Regions from separate parts of the Sus scrofa genome. Here region 2 is linked to region 1. A link is a contact called in public Hi-C data. All regions are on one chromosome and are shown on one strand. Each heading gives the region's core, a stretch centred on a gene start, on an enhancer-like site or on the middle of the called end of the contact. The rest is flanking DNA. Distances are from core to core; before and after follow the strand shown.

Region 1 (2,700 bases), core at 181-2,680:
CAACAGGAACTCCAAATTGATTCTTTTTTGTTGTTTTTGTTTTTGTGTTTTGGTGCACACCTGGGGCATGTGGAGGTTCCTAGGTTAGAAACGTGCTCAGTTTTAACAAAACGTGAACTGCAACTATGCGCCAGACACTGGGGCTACAGGAGTGATCAGACTGGACGAAAATCCTAGTCTTAAAAGAATTGACAATTCAGCAGGGAGGCCAACAAACACCCCCATGAACAGATGTGTTAGGAGATAAGAGCTGTGAAGACAACTAATGGCAGCTATAGCTCCGATTTGACCCCTAGCCTGGGACCCTCCATATGCCCCGGATGCGGCACTAAAAAGACAGAAGAAAAGCAACAGAGAGGAAGAGAGTCATGAGGATTGATTGTGGAAAAGGGTTCCAGGCAGCTAAAACAGCAAGTGCAAAGGTCCTGGGGTGTCCTTTGGCGGGTTCCAGGAAAGACCAGGGAGGCCAAGGTGCTCATGCAGCCTGAGGAAGGGATAGAGAGTCAGGCCATGAGAGCAGAGAGGGACCAGGTCACACTGGGCTTTGCGGGCCCCAGGGAGGACGTTGCTTTCCTCTGAGTGAGGCAGGAGCTAGGGAAGAAAATGTCTCACTTTCTGAAGAGCAGTCATCAGAGCTCTTCTACTTCAGGTCACAGGCTTCATGGAGGACTCTCCTCCCTAGAAGAACACAACTCAAATGACCAGGGAACCCGCTAAACCAAATGTGTTCTATGCACACAAGGGAAAAGTTTACCCCTGTTGAAGGAAGGAGGTGACTCGATGCACTGATGAGGAGAGACTACTTATGGGACAAACTGGGGGGCGGAGGCGGGAACATTTTCACCCATACCGTGTGTGTGCCCGTAAAGGAAAAACTCCACACAAACTTGACAGTGGCAACTCTGGGCAGTGGATTAGAAGTAGTGAAATTTCATTTAATACCTTTGGGGGAAAAAAAAAAAAAACGTTTAGGAGTTCCTTCGTGGTTCAGTGAGTTAAGGCTCTGGAGCTGTCACTGCTGTGGCTCTGGTTACAGCTGTGGCTCTGGAGCCTTAGCCCTAGAACTTTCTCACGCGGCAGGCGCGGCCAGAAAAACCCCCAAACTTTTGCGATCATGTCAGTTGAAAGGCATGCTTCGGATCTCCAATCATACGGAGACTCCAGGCCCCCAGGTCTTAAACAGCCTAAACTAGGGGGGAGCCCCAAATCCGGACCTCCAGCGCCCTGCTCCTCAAACCCACAAGCCCAGCCTTGCCGCTCCTGAGACCAGCCAGGGGCCAAGCCTCAGAGCACAGCTCTGCTCTGTGACGGTCCCCAAACGCTCCCTTGTCAATCTCCGCACTGGCCCCGCCCCTGCCCCCACTCGCGCCACTGCCGCGCCAGGTGTTCCAATTGCTTCCTCTTCTGGCCCCGCCCGCACTCGGGGTCCTTCCCCTCCACAGGCCGCTCTGGTGCTGTTCACAGAATTGCCTGACGCGCATGACAAGAGAATGGACCCTGATATTTCCTTGCACTTTTTCCTCGCCTCCACGGACAACGTTTCATCGTCTGTTCAGGAAGATTCTAGAGAGAACAGGCACTATTCCCTCCCCCAAGCACCCAAGCCCGTTTCTGACACCGGCGTCTGTGCTGGACGCCTCGGGCGGAGCCCTGACCGGCGCCGGGGAGCGGGCTGGCGTGCGGCGCGCGTTATAAAGCAGGAGGTGTTGGGCCCCGCAGACGCGTGGGAGAGTGAGGTCTTGGTGAGTGTTGTCTGGCTGTTTTGGCTCGTTTGGGGGGGGGGTGTCTTTGCGGTGAGGCGTGCCCTGGGACCTGGGTCGCACGTGTCGTGTGCGCCCGGGGATGCAGCGTGCTGGCGTGGACGCGGTCAGGGCCCCTGTGAGGGCCTGGCACGCGCGCTCCGAGGCAAACCTGTTCCCTGCGGGGCGGACATGTGGCTGTCGGAGAGGGTGGTGGCTCTTTGGGGGCGCCCAGGGGGTAGGCGAGGAATTCTGCCGCCGATGCGAATGGGGCCGCCAGAGCGAGCCTTCCTCTGTCAGCACCGCAGCCTGGCTGCGCCATTTTTGCTGCCCACGTTTTAGGGCTCCGCCATCTTATCCGTTTCCAGGGGGGTTGGGGAGTTGCTTGGGACGTTGAGTTTTTCCTTCTCATGTTTTCCACCTCTGTGTTAGGTACACCTACTGTCTTTGGGAAATCGCTCCTGTGTTTTTCGGTTCCACGTGGCTGGCATTTTTGTGCAACGTAGAACAGAGACTATGGGTGGAAGTGTAAGGGAGAGGTTTCCTAAGGTAGAGAAAGGCCAGGAATGAATGCTTGGCCATGATGACGAAGCAGAATCCAGCTAACTAAACCCTCTCCACGCATCTGGTTCTGTAAACAGAGTTTTGCAGCCACAACCGTGCCTGTTCTCACGCCGGTCTGTCCTGCCAAGCACGGACCGGAAGAGCTAGGCCACAAAAGCTTTGTGAAACCCTTCTTGGGGGCTGAGACTCCAGAGGGCGATCTCCTCTGAGCCTGCCGGGGTAATACACCTGAGTTCTCCAACTCTCCTAGTGCTCGCTTGGTTTCTCCTAGAGCTGCTGGAGCTGATACGCTGCCGCCATGGAGCTCCTGGCAGCTGCCGAAATATTTCTGGAGGCCCCAGTGAGATTCCAACCATTCTGGCCTCTTGAGCCACCAGAGCCAGGGCGAGGCCGCGCG
Region 2 (2,732 bases), core at 15-2,514, 190 kb before region 1:
GAGACACAATGGGAACTTTTTTTTTTTTTTTGGCTATGCCCAATATATGTGGAAATTCCAAGGCTGAGGATGGAACTTGTGCCATATCTGACAATGCCAGATCCTTAACCCACTGAGGCACCAGGGATTTCCCAGGAAGTTTATATTAATTTTAGAGGTAAGAAATGTCAACACTTACCGTGAGGTGAGAGAGGAAATTTCATTCATTCACCAGTCGTCTACACTGTGCCTTCAGGTTTCTAGTAAAGATCCAGCCCTTGTCTCTGAGGAAAGTAACATCCGGTTGGAAGGCAGGTTACCTGGCAATCCAATGCCATAGCGAAAGTGCCTGTGATGAGGGCAGCAAAGGCCAGGGATGGGTGGAGTTCTAGCTCTTCTGGACTGGAAAGGGAGTTCTCAGAGAGGTACAGGCCAAGTAAGGGCTCTCAGGCAGTCACAAGGGATGTGAGTTCTGCAGATAATCTTGGGCTCGCAGGTGTTACGTTCTCACTTTACCACTGTGCTGGGAATCCTCCACCAGCTACCAAGTTCTGTGATCTGTTTGTGACCAACCCCACCTCTACCCCAGCAGGGATGGGGCCTCTGCCCAGGACGTGCTCTGGCTCCTGGGTTGGAAAGGGAGGAGGGGTGTGTGCTGTCCGCGGTGCTGATTCAGAGTTAAGCGCTGACTGCATCTCTGGCGGGGGGCAGGGCAGGGGGGGCTGATCACAAAGAACAGAGACCCTATGTCTGGATCCAAGAGGTTCAATATGACAGATGTGCTGGTTGGTGAGAGCTGCCTCTCGAGTCCCCGGTCTCTTGGCTCCTTTAGTTCAAGGGTCTGAGTTTCTGAAACTCTGAGTCTCTATGACACTGGGCGTGGGGACTGGTGGGTTTCAGGAATCTGAGTCTTTGGAACACTCTTCAGAAGACGGAGTGTCGACGGCTGACGCACGCGCAGAGGCCTCGGCTCTCAAACACACTGCTCCCTCTCCCCAGCCGACACGCTCAGGCGCACCATGAACCAGTCCTGCAGGGCACGCGTGCATCCAGGGCGAACCGCTCCTCTCAGAATCTCTGTACTGCGCATGTCCCATCTCCTCTTTTTACACACGCGACCAAACCTTCGGTTCCCACCGAAACCCCATCGCAGAGGGTAAAAACATTATGCTCTATAATCCCTATAAAAGCCTAGCTACAAAAATATATAATTTTAACACAGTCACTTCGCCTTTTAAGCGTCCAGCACGGTGAGAGAGCACTACCACAGCAAAATAACGCATGCGCTACGGCCTTTGCCCCCTGCGCAGGCGCAGAAAAGAAAGAGGGCGGTGCATGCGGCAGTGCATTTTGGGAGCGGTAGGCAGAGTGAAAAATGGGGCCACAAAGGTTGCTGGGAGTTGTAAGCCAAGAGGACCTGGTAACCATAAGTGCCTCAGGAGCCGTTGCATGGGATTCTGGGAGCCGTAGGCAAGGCAGCCTCCAAGGTCTTTTGGGAGTTGTAGTCTCCGGATCCACTTCCGTGCCGGAGTTCCGCGTGTCAGACGGTTTGGACGATCCACCCCCGAGTTCTCCTCAGGTGAGTATTCCCCCGCCTCGAGTTGGTCCGCCCGTGAGCGCCCGCTCTTTGTTGCGGTGTCGTCTGAGGGTTGAAGGTCTCTGTGGGAGTGATGACACTCGCCTCAGTTTTCCCAGCGCCTGTTATCCCAGAGGCCTTCTGGCCACCATCCCCCTTCGGACCCTGCGGCCTGGCCTGTCTCTGGCCCGCACCCTCCCTCCCCCCCTCAGGTTGAGTTTCGACCATTTCCCTGCCCCTGACTCTAGCTGGGTACGTCCGCATTGCCCCTACTCTGTCCTGATAGAATGATGTTACATCCCATGGGTCCTTCTGACAAGGCTGCAATCCGGAGGCATCCCTGAGGCCTGGGCCCCGTTTTCCGGGGGCATTTATCATTCCCTCATCCCTCAGAACTTTACTGAGCACCCATCCTGTGCCAAGTCCACCTCGAGGCAGGGGAGGTCAGTGGTGGAGGAAGCAGACCCTGTCCCTGCGTTTATTGGGCTTGTTGCAGGACTTACGCACAGGGAGACAGGACACCGAGACCTTTTTGCCAGGCAACAGCATATATTCGTGCCCGCACTGGCTTAGCAGGTTCATATCCAAAGGCTGAGCCTCCAACACAGTGGGGCGTGGTCTTACATATCCTCCGTTATTATGATTATTTTTTTCCCTGCTTTGGTCTCTTTGTCCCCCTTATAAGGTAACATACATTCTGTAATTTCTGAGTGGACAGTTATAGATCCATGGATTCAGGTTATGGCACCTTGTTACAGAATCGTGCATGTGCACACAGGTGCTGATGTCACATGTTGCCTTCCCTTTGTTCTCCGAGGGGACTGGGAGGGCCTTCCCCCCTCCCCCCTCCAGGCTCACAGTACAGTACACACCTGTCACCATGAAGGGTAGAGTCGAGATCCAGTGCAGATGGAGGCATACAAGGGGCTCTGCTAGCCCAGAGGGGGCTCCTGACCCAGCCTGGGGTTGATCAAGTCTTCAAAGGGAAGATGCTTAACAGGCACATCAAACCTGACCTGTCCAGATGGAGAATTCTGGTCAGCGTCATCCCCCACCCCTCCAGCCATGACTAAATGGTCCCATCATCCTCCCAGGTGCTCAGGCCAAAACCTCCAAGTCATCCCTCTTTCCTCTTTTTTTTCTCATGACCCTACCCACCACCCCAGTCCAAGTCTTG

What was found. A called contact is a pair of places that touch in the nucleus more often than the background predicts.
Region 2: a contact with region 1 is called in a Hi-C map of liver, with 4 times the contacts expected there. The contact joins the promoter of LOC110261034 here to the promoter of LOC100620498 in region 1. A contact is called at or near these places in 2 of 47 Hi-C or Micro-C datasets (epiblast stem cells and liver) and 1 of 2 datasets of contacts at active chromatin or transcription factors (alveolar macrophages).

What each region holds. Positions count from the first base shown.
Region 1 is chr6:55,554,312-55,557,011 of Sscrofa11.1, reverse strand. LOC100620498 reads left to right here and starts at 1,430. Exons shown (of 7, transcript XR_002344755.1): 1 at 1,430-1,742; 2 at 2,575-2,700.
Region 2 is chr6:55,744,396-55,747,127 of Sscrofa11.1, reverse strand. LOC110261034 (myeloid cell surface antigen CD33-like) reads right to left here and starts at 1,264. Exons shown (of 6, transcript XM_021094852.1): 1 at 179-1,264. The coding sequence starts at 203. It overlaps CTU1 (cytoplasmic tRNA 2-thiolation protein 1), which reads left to right and starts at 1,385. Exons shown (of 4, transcript XM_021094859.1): 1 at 1,385-1,558.